2 separate regions of the Mus musculus genome follow, and region 2 is linked to region 1. Evidence: chromatin contacts called from public Hi-C data. All regions are on one chromosome and are shown on one strand. The core of a region is the stretch at or near the end of the contact, and the rest is flanking DNA. Distances in the headings are between cores, read along the strand shown. Region 1 holds the start of H2-M3 (histocompatibility 2, M region locus 3). Region 2 holds the start of Cd2ap (CD2-associated protein).

Region 1 (5,103 bases), core at 2,462-4,961:
CATGCTACAGGTTAGGCCCGGCAACTTCTTACCTTTCTAAATGGTGAAAGAAGCATCAGAACTTAATCACTGTTCCTGCCTTTAACAGAACAAATGAGACTTGATCAGACACCACAAGATGAGCTGGCTGTGTTGCCCCATGGGCTCCTGTCCACCTTATCTCATATCAGGAACCATATCCCACCATACTTACTGGCAGTCTGAGTATAACTGATTCATCTTTCCCCTGTGGAAAGAAAACAGTGGGTAAGAGGCCAGGGAGGCAGCAGGGCCATGAAAGTCTATGAAAAGCCTTAATCCTAGCCCCAGGGAAGCCGATAGAACTAGGACTGCAGGCTCAGGGAAGGATGTAGAACATGTAAGATATAAAGGAAGTGTAATAAAGTCTTTTGGAGGATCTGTTCTCAGCAGGAACCTTCCACTCTGATTATGTCTTTTCTTTCCCACGATCCTATGCACAGCAGATTGTCAGCACAGAGACTCAGGCAAGGCTAGCATTTGTTTGTGATACTTCTTCCTAGTTAATTGTTCATAAATGTACATCAGTGTGACTTTCATTACTATACCCATGCAAACATGAATAAGGAGACCTCTCTGATACTTTATGCATCTTAAGTAAACACCTCTTCAAAATGTAGCTAAAAGTCTTTACATGAATCAAAAAAATATTTTCCCAGAATTGTAATTTTGGAAATTTGATCTTTTAACATTTAGTTATTTGTGATTTAGATGTAAGTTGTCTAAACTGTGTATATTGAGTCTGTCTGCATGTGGTTGATTCACATCTATAATCTCAGTACTAGGGAAGCAGAAATAGGAGAATCCCTGGAGTTTACTGGCTAGCTGATCTAACCAAATTAGTAAGATCCTATCTCAAAAAAAAGATAAGAAGTATGGAGGGAGACATACAGTACTGACCACTGGCTTACACATACATACACATAAACATACACATGGACACATACACACATATGTATGTACATACATACATACATATATGACTAGCGTATACCTACATTATAAACACAGCATCTACATCATATACTCATAGATAGACAATAACATAAAATAAACTATTGTGTCTTTTGAGATGGTGGGCCAAATGTCTACCCAGTGAACAGGCAGGAACAATTCCAACTAAGACCTGGAGTCCAGAGGTGAGAAAAAGGACTCAGTCAACCCTTTTGCTTACCTGCACCCCTCCTCTTGCACACCACAACAATAGTGATCACACCTCCCAGGAGAACCAGACTAGCAACGATGACCATGATGACGACAGATGATTGAGACGATCTTCCTGGGAAAGGAGTGGAGGGTGAGAGTCATGATGCCCAGTTCTCAGTTCTGATCTTAATCTAGGCTCCTTCTTTCCTTGACTCTGTTACCCTTCTCTTCCTTACCCCATTTCAGGGCAAGGGGCTCGGTTAGCCCCTCATGGTGCACATAACATGTGTATCTCTGCTCCTCTCCAGAAGGCACCACCACAGCTGCCCACTTCTGGAAGGTTCCATCCCCTGAAGGCCTCGTTTCCACAAGCTCCATGTCCTGGGTCAGGTCCTCTTCATCCTTCTGCCAGGTCAGGGTGATGTCAGCAGGGTAGAAGCCCAGAGCCCAGCACCTCAAGGTAACATCACCTTTGGGTCTCGGGTGATGGGCCACATGTGCCTTTGGGGGATCTGGGTGGGGGAAAGGTGGAAAATTCAAGTATTTTGCATTATTTTTGGAGAGTCATTGGAGATCATAGGAGCATCCTCTGGATGGACAGAATTAGGGCACAGGAGGGATGTAAGCACCATACGGGAGTCTGGATCCAGGGACCTATCATGATCCATTCCTTGGAATGTTCTAAAATCAGGGTTAGTGCACTGGATAGTTTTATGTCAACTTGACACAAACTAAAGTTATATGAGAGGAGGGAATCTCCGTTAACAAAATGACAGCATAAGATCAAATTGTAGGCAAGACTAGAGGTCATTTTCTTAATTAGTGATTGATGCTGTGGGGCCCAACTCATTGTGGGTGGTTCCATCGCTGGGCTTGAGGTCTGGGTTCTATAAGAAAGCAGGCTGAGCAAGCCATGGGGTGCAAGACAGGAAGCAGCACTCCTCCATGTCATGTAGATCAGTTATTTGACTTTCTGTCCTGACTTTCTTCAATGACAAACAGTGCTGAAAGGGTAAGCCAAATAAACCCTTTCTTCCCCAACTTGCTTTTGGCCATGGTGTTTCTTTGTAGCAATAGAAGCCCTAAGAGAAAATCTAGTAGGGAGCTTCACATTTCCCATCTCTAGTCCTGATTAGGTTGAGCAGAGACTCACAGCATTAGTGCAGTGTGACTTCCAAAGACATTAGGGGTGTTGAGAGAACCAGACCTGAAAGAGGCCATGGTACACAATGAGCTGCAGACTGAATGGAAGTGGTTGGTTGTGTATCTCAGGGTGTTTTCTCCTTCCATTCTGGGACAGATTCAAATGTTCTGAAAGTAGGGTCAGCCCTGGGGACAGTCACTCTCTGATGTTGGATCAGGAAGGCCAGTACCACTCTTCCTCCTCCTTGTGCAGTATTCCAGCGGATCTGGTATTTCCTCCCTCCCCAGACATCAAGAGCCTCACTTGTATGTTTGAGGGGGTTATCTTTGCTTACTAAAAGTGGTTCCTAGTTGTTCCTCATACCTGCTCGCTGAAGAATCTCCTTGCCATTCCGCAGGAATCTGTGGAGCAGCTCCAGGCACTCTCCCTCCACATAGGCCCTGAAGTACTCTGCTGTGCCAGCTGACTCTAAACGGCTCTTCGTGATCTGAGACACCATGTCCACTGCAGTCCAGGAGCTCAGGTCTTCATTCAGGGTGATGTAATCTGAGCCATCATACGCAGCCTGATAGTGGGCTCCAAGAAGGCGCATGTCTGGCCCTACCTCACAGGAAACCATCCACTGCAGGATGTGAGAGCCTAGCCACAAACAGGGTGTCAGCCTTAGCCACCTCACCCTGCTCCGCCCGCCAACAGGATTTGGACCTAAACTGAAAGTGAAACCGGTTAAAGGTTTCTGAGAGCTCTGAAGCCCAACTCCAAACATCTAACCTGGCACCCAGGGCTACTCTGGTTTGGCAGTAGACAGACAGGAAGGAGTCTGACCCAGGCTTAGGGTCACTCACCGCCTTCACTCTGGTTGTAGTAGCGGAGCAGGGTCCGAAGGTTTGCTCTGGCACTTTGTGCAATATTCTTGACCTTGAGTTTCAGCTCCTTCCAGTACTCTGGTCTTTCCTTCTCCATCCAAGGTGCACGAGGTTCCATCCTCGGAATTTCCTCAATGCTATCACAGCGCTGAAACTGCACGTCGTCAACATAGCCCACAGAGATATACTGGGGCTCCCCACGGCCCGGCCGTGACACCGCAGTGTGGAAATAGCGCAGTGAATGTGAGCCTGGGGGCGAGGCAGGGTAACTTCAGAACTCTTCCCTGATAACCCCGGGCCAGTGAACAAGCATTGGGTTGGGGGTGGGGCAGGGAGCGGAACTCAGGTCCCGGCAGAAAAGGGATCCCCGAGCACCTGGTCCCGATGCCGTGATCCTCTCTTTAGAGGTTATTTACTTCCCGACCCCTGAACTCACCAGAACCTGTTTGGGTAACAGCCAAAGAGACCACCACCATGTGCAGGAGAGCGCGGTTGCTTGAGGACCCCATCCTTCCCGTGGTAGCCCTGATTAGATTCGCTAAGTACACGCCAACCAATTAGAATGGGAATTGGAGAAGCGTCATCAGTATCCGGGCAAAAGTACCCGACAAAGTTTACAGAGTTACAGAGAAGTGAAACCTCAGAGGAAATGGGGGAATCTCCAATGCTGGGTTAAACCTGGAAACTGGGCTTGGATTTGATCTCTGTTCTCCTACACTGAGTACTTAATGTCACGTTTCCTAGAACATTTTTAATATTCTAGGATCAGTATGTTCTCTAAAACAAACAAAACGGTTTTTTTTTCGTTTTGTTTTATGTGTACTGATGTTTTGCTTATATTTATGTATGTGCACCTCATGAATGCCTGGTGACAGCAGAGGCTAGAAGTGGGCATCTGACACCCTGGAACTTGTGATACTGGTCCTATCAATTGCCACATGAGTTCTGGAAATAAGACCCAGGCAAACTCCATGGATAAGTTTTATGAGTTAGGTCTACCAATAATTATCACTTGGGGTGCACACTTATAAACCCAGTCTCCAGGACATATAGGATTTTGGAAGGAGTTCAAGGTTGTCTTCAGCTAGGGAGTTCAGTAACACAGTGAGATGAGGAGCTCTGGTAAGAAATGTTCCAAGAGGTCTTATGGTCAAACCTTTTAGTTATTAGGAGTGGAAGCCCCTGAGTTTTTCTTGTTTGCAAGCTCTAAAGTCCTCCCATCCCACTGGGGATCCAAGCAAGAGTTCTTGGAATCAGTGTAGGCACAGGAAACTGACTTGGATGCAGATTCATTAACACAGTTGGCAATTTGGGAAATAGCTCTGGCAGATAGAAAACAAGGACAATATTTAAACAAAAATATTGAGATAAAGACTAATGAATCTAAAGTTGATTTTAGCAGTTTGATGGTTTGCCATAGACAATATGATTACTCAATTTTCACTCAGAAATCATATTAGTCACAAATGTCATAAATGAACTGTTTAGATGGTATGCTGTATTTCAATAGGCCCACTTGCTGTATATAAACAGCAGTCCCTACAGGTAAATTAGCCAAACTCTCACCCCTATTGCTCAATTTCCATGTTGTTTTGTCTTGTTTTATATTTTGAGACAGGGTTTCTTAGTCCTATCTGTCCTGGACTCAATTGGTAGTTGATGTGGCCTTGAACTCACAGAGATCCTCCTGCCTCTGCCTCCTGAGTGTTGGGGTCAAAGGTGTGCAATGCCATGCCTGGTTCAGACTCCATGTTTGATCACAAATGATCCACGGTGTCAGTAGAACTCAGCTTAAAGCTCGTCATTTTAATTTGCAGTATATTACTCTAAGTTTCATGACTTTCTGCATTCACTATATGTTGGATTTCTCAAGAACTGCTGTGGCGCTGCCCCACCTTTGATATTATTGCCACCCTTTCCTCTCTTGTA
Region 2 (4,556 bases), core at 844-3,343, 5.6 Mb before region 1:
TGTTCACTGTGCAGAAGATTAAAAAGTGTGTGTGTGTGTGTGTGTGTGTGTGTGTGTGTGTGTAAATGGTCAGAGTGAAAAGAATCCATTGGCTACCCAAAGAACCATCTTGCCGGCTCAGCTGTTAAAGGCACCTGCTGCTCTTGTAGGGGACCTGGGTTTGGTTCCTGGCACTCCCATCTGGTGGCTCAAACTTGCCTGGAACTCCAGTCTAGGGGATTTATGGACCTTTTTTAGTCTCCACAGGAACAGGCAAGCATGTGGTGCACCGACATGTGGAACACATACATGTAAAAATAAATACAATCCTGGATTTCATGGTTTTATCTTTGGAAGACACTCCTAGCTTTAGAACTGTGAGAGTTTTTGGTTTTACTTCTCTGTGCAGCCTCTCTCCTTGAGACTTCCCTTGCTGGTCATAACTTAATTTCTTTTAGGTTCTTACAACCCAACTTGGTCTACTTTAGGCTGTTTATTAAGTTGTTTTGTGTTCATGTCTTGCCTTTGAAACAGAATGCAAAGTCACGAAGGATAAGGGCTATGAATTTTTTATTTGTGTTCTTTGCTTGGGAGGAGACAATGAACGTATTGCTCAATAAATAGTCTTTGACTAATACAAGGCAAGTGAGTTCAGTGATACCCTGCTGACATCTTGTTTATTTGTGCAAATGAAATGTTTTCCTTGTTTCTTCTTGCACAGAACTAATTGCAACTGTTTTATCCACTTGTTTCTACAAGTTTTGCTTCAGAATTCACCATTGGCAATCTTTTTAGGAGTAGTGAAAGATGCTCAAAGCGGGGCTATAGGAGGGAGTGGGAATGGCTATTTACAAAGTCTCTACTCTTGTTCTACACTGTAAATAAACATTTCTTTTAACACATTAACTGCTAAAGCTCCAGTCAGGTTCATTCACCCAGGGACCTACAAAAAAATAAACGGCAGAGCTGAGTTTCAGAGACCCAAGTCGGCCTGGTTCCAACGGGCAAAGCAGTTTAAGTGTCCGGTAGCTGTGAGAATTCAAAGGCGTAATTTCTTGAAAAAAAAAAAAAAAACAAAAAACCAACACTAGGCACAATAGTTGGCAGTCAACACGTTGCTCCCCCATACTTGCTCAGGCCTTGAAGTTGACTTTTTCAAATAGGAGGGGAGGAAAATTAAGGTCATATTAATTAAATTTGTCAATAAGTTGAAGAAAGCTCGTGTTTGATTACAATAATCCTACGCCGGCCTTCATATTGACTCTAGAGGAAAAAAAAAATAATGCCTGGCAATGTTTCAAACCACGATGCCTAATTTAGAACGATTTCTATTTCAAAAGAGGGTGTAGGAAGTCATCTTTGGCCAACAAGAGACTCAAGGAATACAATAATGTATGCCTATGAAAAATTCACTGCGTTTCTCACCCACCCCAAAGAAAAACATTGCTTTTGACCCGCAGGGAACTCTGTAGGTGAACTGTGGGGTCCCCACATTTGCGGGGGGGGGAAGGGGACCCCGCCTTGAACTTCGAAGTTCTCGCTCCCATAGCTGTTCTCTTTTAGATCTCTCACAAGCGACACCTTTGCAAAAAAAAAAAATAAATAAAAAAGAAAGAAAAAAGAAAGTGGGGTAACCGGGGCTCATTTTGCAGAACCCCTTTGGTATCTGTATGGGCCGGGCAGCCAGCTGTGTCGTACACCCCAGGGAGACCAAGTGCCCGCAGCCCGCCACACCTGGAGGATGGTGGCGCGCGCCCCCGCGTGACGTCACCGCACCTGGCACCAGCTGCCGGAGCCTGGGTGGCGCGCGCGGGGGCCGCAGGGGGCGTGGCCGGGAATCCCAGATCGTTCTCGCGAGATTTCGCCCCAGCCGGGTCCCGACTCTCTTCACACTGGGCCCGTGGCTTGCCACCGCGTTCTCGAGCGTGGCGCGCTCCGCCTCCGAGGGAGCGGGTGCGGGCTGACCGTGCGAGACCCCGCCAAGTGCCTCAGCCAGCTGCGAGCGGAAGCGGCCCGGGAGCGTGGCTGAGTGCGCCCTGTGCTCAGGCGCGGACCCCGTTCTCCACCCCCCCTCCCACCCCCGCCTGCCGGGGCTGCGGCCGAGGCCGGGCGTGAGGAGCGGCCAAGCGCGCCGCGGGCGGATGGAGTCGCTTCCCCGCCGCGCCTGAGCCGGTGCACAGAAGGGGCCGCGGGGCCGCGCTCTCCCCGCCAGAGCCGCAGCATGGGTAAGCACTACCGCGCCGGCCACTGGGCTCCTCGCACGCGGGTCGGCTCCAATCGGGCTCTCCCCTCGTCGGTCCTTGTGCGGGACAGCGGGGCTCGAACCCGTGACCCGTTGCCCTGCGCCCTCTGGGAGCCCCTGACTTCCATGGGGGAGGGCGATCGCGAACTTGAGAAAGTGGCACTTGCAGCTCTGCTACTCGGTGGCTTGGTACAGATTGGTTTAAAAAAGAATGCACTCACACCCCCACATCTACTATGCACGCGCACACACACACACACACACACACACACACACACACACACACACACAGACATTTTGTCATAGAGAATTGGAAGCACAGGAAGAAACTTAATTCTCTTTGCGATCGGCTGGGCTTTTTGGCAGTGATTTGTGACTTCTCTCCCCTTCCTCTTTTCGTGGGTCAGTTTTTTGAAATCGTTTTTCCTGGTATTCGTCGTCTGCCTTGTCAGGTGTGTTGGCACCTAGCAGCGCGGCGAATTTCCTCCTCCTGAGGACTGGGTTAGGGGTTCGGTTATTCTAGGATTCCCAGTTGGAACCTCTGGAGGAGCTGTTTGCTGTTTCCTGTTTGGAGGGAGACTTCCTTCTTGGAGGCGAGCAAAAGTACCGGGGCCACAAGGTTGTTTTTCTGTGCGTTCTTCAGGTTTTCGTTTGGAGTCAGAGAGAGAGAGAGCAAGCGTCGCAGCGGACTTCTTTGAAAAGGAGTTTTGTTCAGTGGTGTAACAGTTCTTTTGATAAGTTGCGTCTGGGCTAGACACGAGCTCCCTCGAATGGTTATAATTTAAAAGTAAAGTAAAAGTATGTTTCTCCCCCGCCCCCCCGCCCCCAGCTTGGTGTTACCACAAGGCAAAAAGTGTAAGACCAGTATTTGGTTTTGTGGTATAAATCAGAAAGACATTATCACGTTCTCACTCCAGAGTCGATGCTGCTTAAAACCATTACTGAAATTAATAATTCAGGAAACTAGCGGATGATTTAGAAGCCCAACAAAAACAGGAGCTCTGCTGATGTGGCACCCCGTGCCCACACTTTGTTTTGTGGGAGACAAATTTAGCTAGTGTTTACAGACACTGGCTATTCTGTTTTCTTAGAGCTTCTAATTTTATTCTCCCTCCGCTTCCCTCCTGCTTTGTGTACCTTTTATACACCAAGTGCTTTTTGACTCAGGAGACAAACATTTGCTGTTAGGGACTTTGAAATGAATTCCTTTCCACTTGATTAGTTGAGTTTACGGGGTAATTGCAGGCTTATTCTAAAGCATCAAAAGCTAGCTTAACTGATTGGGATGAAAAGCTAAAATTAAGTATACAATTCTTATCTGTCTTAAGTCAGGATGCAGAATGTAATTAAACATCTTTTGATGGTCCAGAGTCATCATTTTGTGACTTTGAGTTGCTGTGAGCCCTTTTAACCACCTTGGATCTTGTATACTGTTGGACCAGGTGCTAAACAACAGACAGTTCTTTGCAGTTTGCAGTTATTTTAAGTACCCGTCCTTGGAACTGCTGGTTATCCGATGGGCTTGAAACTATGATTAGTATCGCCTTTCACCTTCCCCGTTCTCTCTCTCTCTCTCTCTTTTAAACCGTGGAGATCATTTAAATTTGTGATTTTTGCATAGGGGAAAATCAGTAGGTCTATACTTGAGTATAAGGTCTTCTCCTTCTCTCTTTCTGTCTCTGTCTCTTCACCTCCTCTCCCTGTCTTTGTCTCTGTCTCTGTCTCTTCTCTTCAGGTTCTTACAGTGTAGTTCTGGATATCCTGGCACACACTCTATAGATCAGGCTAGTTTTGAACTCACAGAGATCCACCTACCTCTGCCTCCCAAATGCTAAGATTAAAGTCACTATACCCAGCTAAGGTGTTTTTGTTTTTGTTTTTGTTTTTCCAGTAGAGTTTTTCTCTATAGCCCTGGCTGTCCTGGAACTCATTGTACTCTCTAGACCAGGCTGGCCTCAAACTCAGAAATCCTGCCTGCTTCTGCCTCCCAAGTGCTGGGATTAAAGGCGTGAGCCACCACTGTCCTGCCCGGGCCCCTGCTAAGGTTTTAAGGAAAGTATGGAAAGTATTTTACATTATAATACCTGTATTTACTGTCCACACGCCGTTTCTTTGATCTATTTTAGAGTTGCCAGAGTATCTTGGGAAAATTGTTTAGCATACTGTCAAGATTTGTGCTTTGAAGGTTATTTTGGGGGCCTGTGAAACATTTGCAGATAAATCTGCTTCTATTAAAAATCTGTTGGTTGTGTATTCATTAAAATCCTCAAATTCAAGTTAAAGAGTTTCCTCTAATATGTAATTTGCAGAGTTTGTTACCTGCCCTCATTTTCTT

What was found. Hi-C and Micro-C count contacts between places; a contact is called where the count stands out from the background.
Region 2: a contact with region 1 is called in a Hi-C map of B cells, with 9 read pairs. The contact joins the promoter of Cd2ap here to the promoter of H2-M3 in region 1. A contact is called at or near these places in 3 of 484 Hi-C or Micro-C datasets (B cells, CD4 T cells and CD8 T cells).

The regions. Positions count from the first base shown.
Region 1 is chr17:37,268,842-37,273,944 of GRCm38.p6, reverse strand. H2-M3 (histocompatibility 2, M region locus 3) reads right to left here and starts at 3,711. Exons shown (of 8, transcript NM_013819.2): 1 at 3,611-3,711; 2 at 3,154-3,423; 3 at 2,672-2,947; 4 at 1,401-1,676; 5 at 1,193-1,297; 6 at 194-226; 7 at 33-79. The coding sequence starts at 3,683. The coding sequence ends at 216.
Region 2 is chr17:42,873,961-42,878,516 of GRCm38.p6, reverse strand. It overlaps Cd2ap (CD2-associated protein), which reads left to right and starts at 2,093. Exons shown (of 18, transcript NM_009847.3): 1 at 2,093-2,204. The coding sequence starts at 2,201.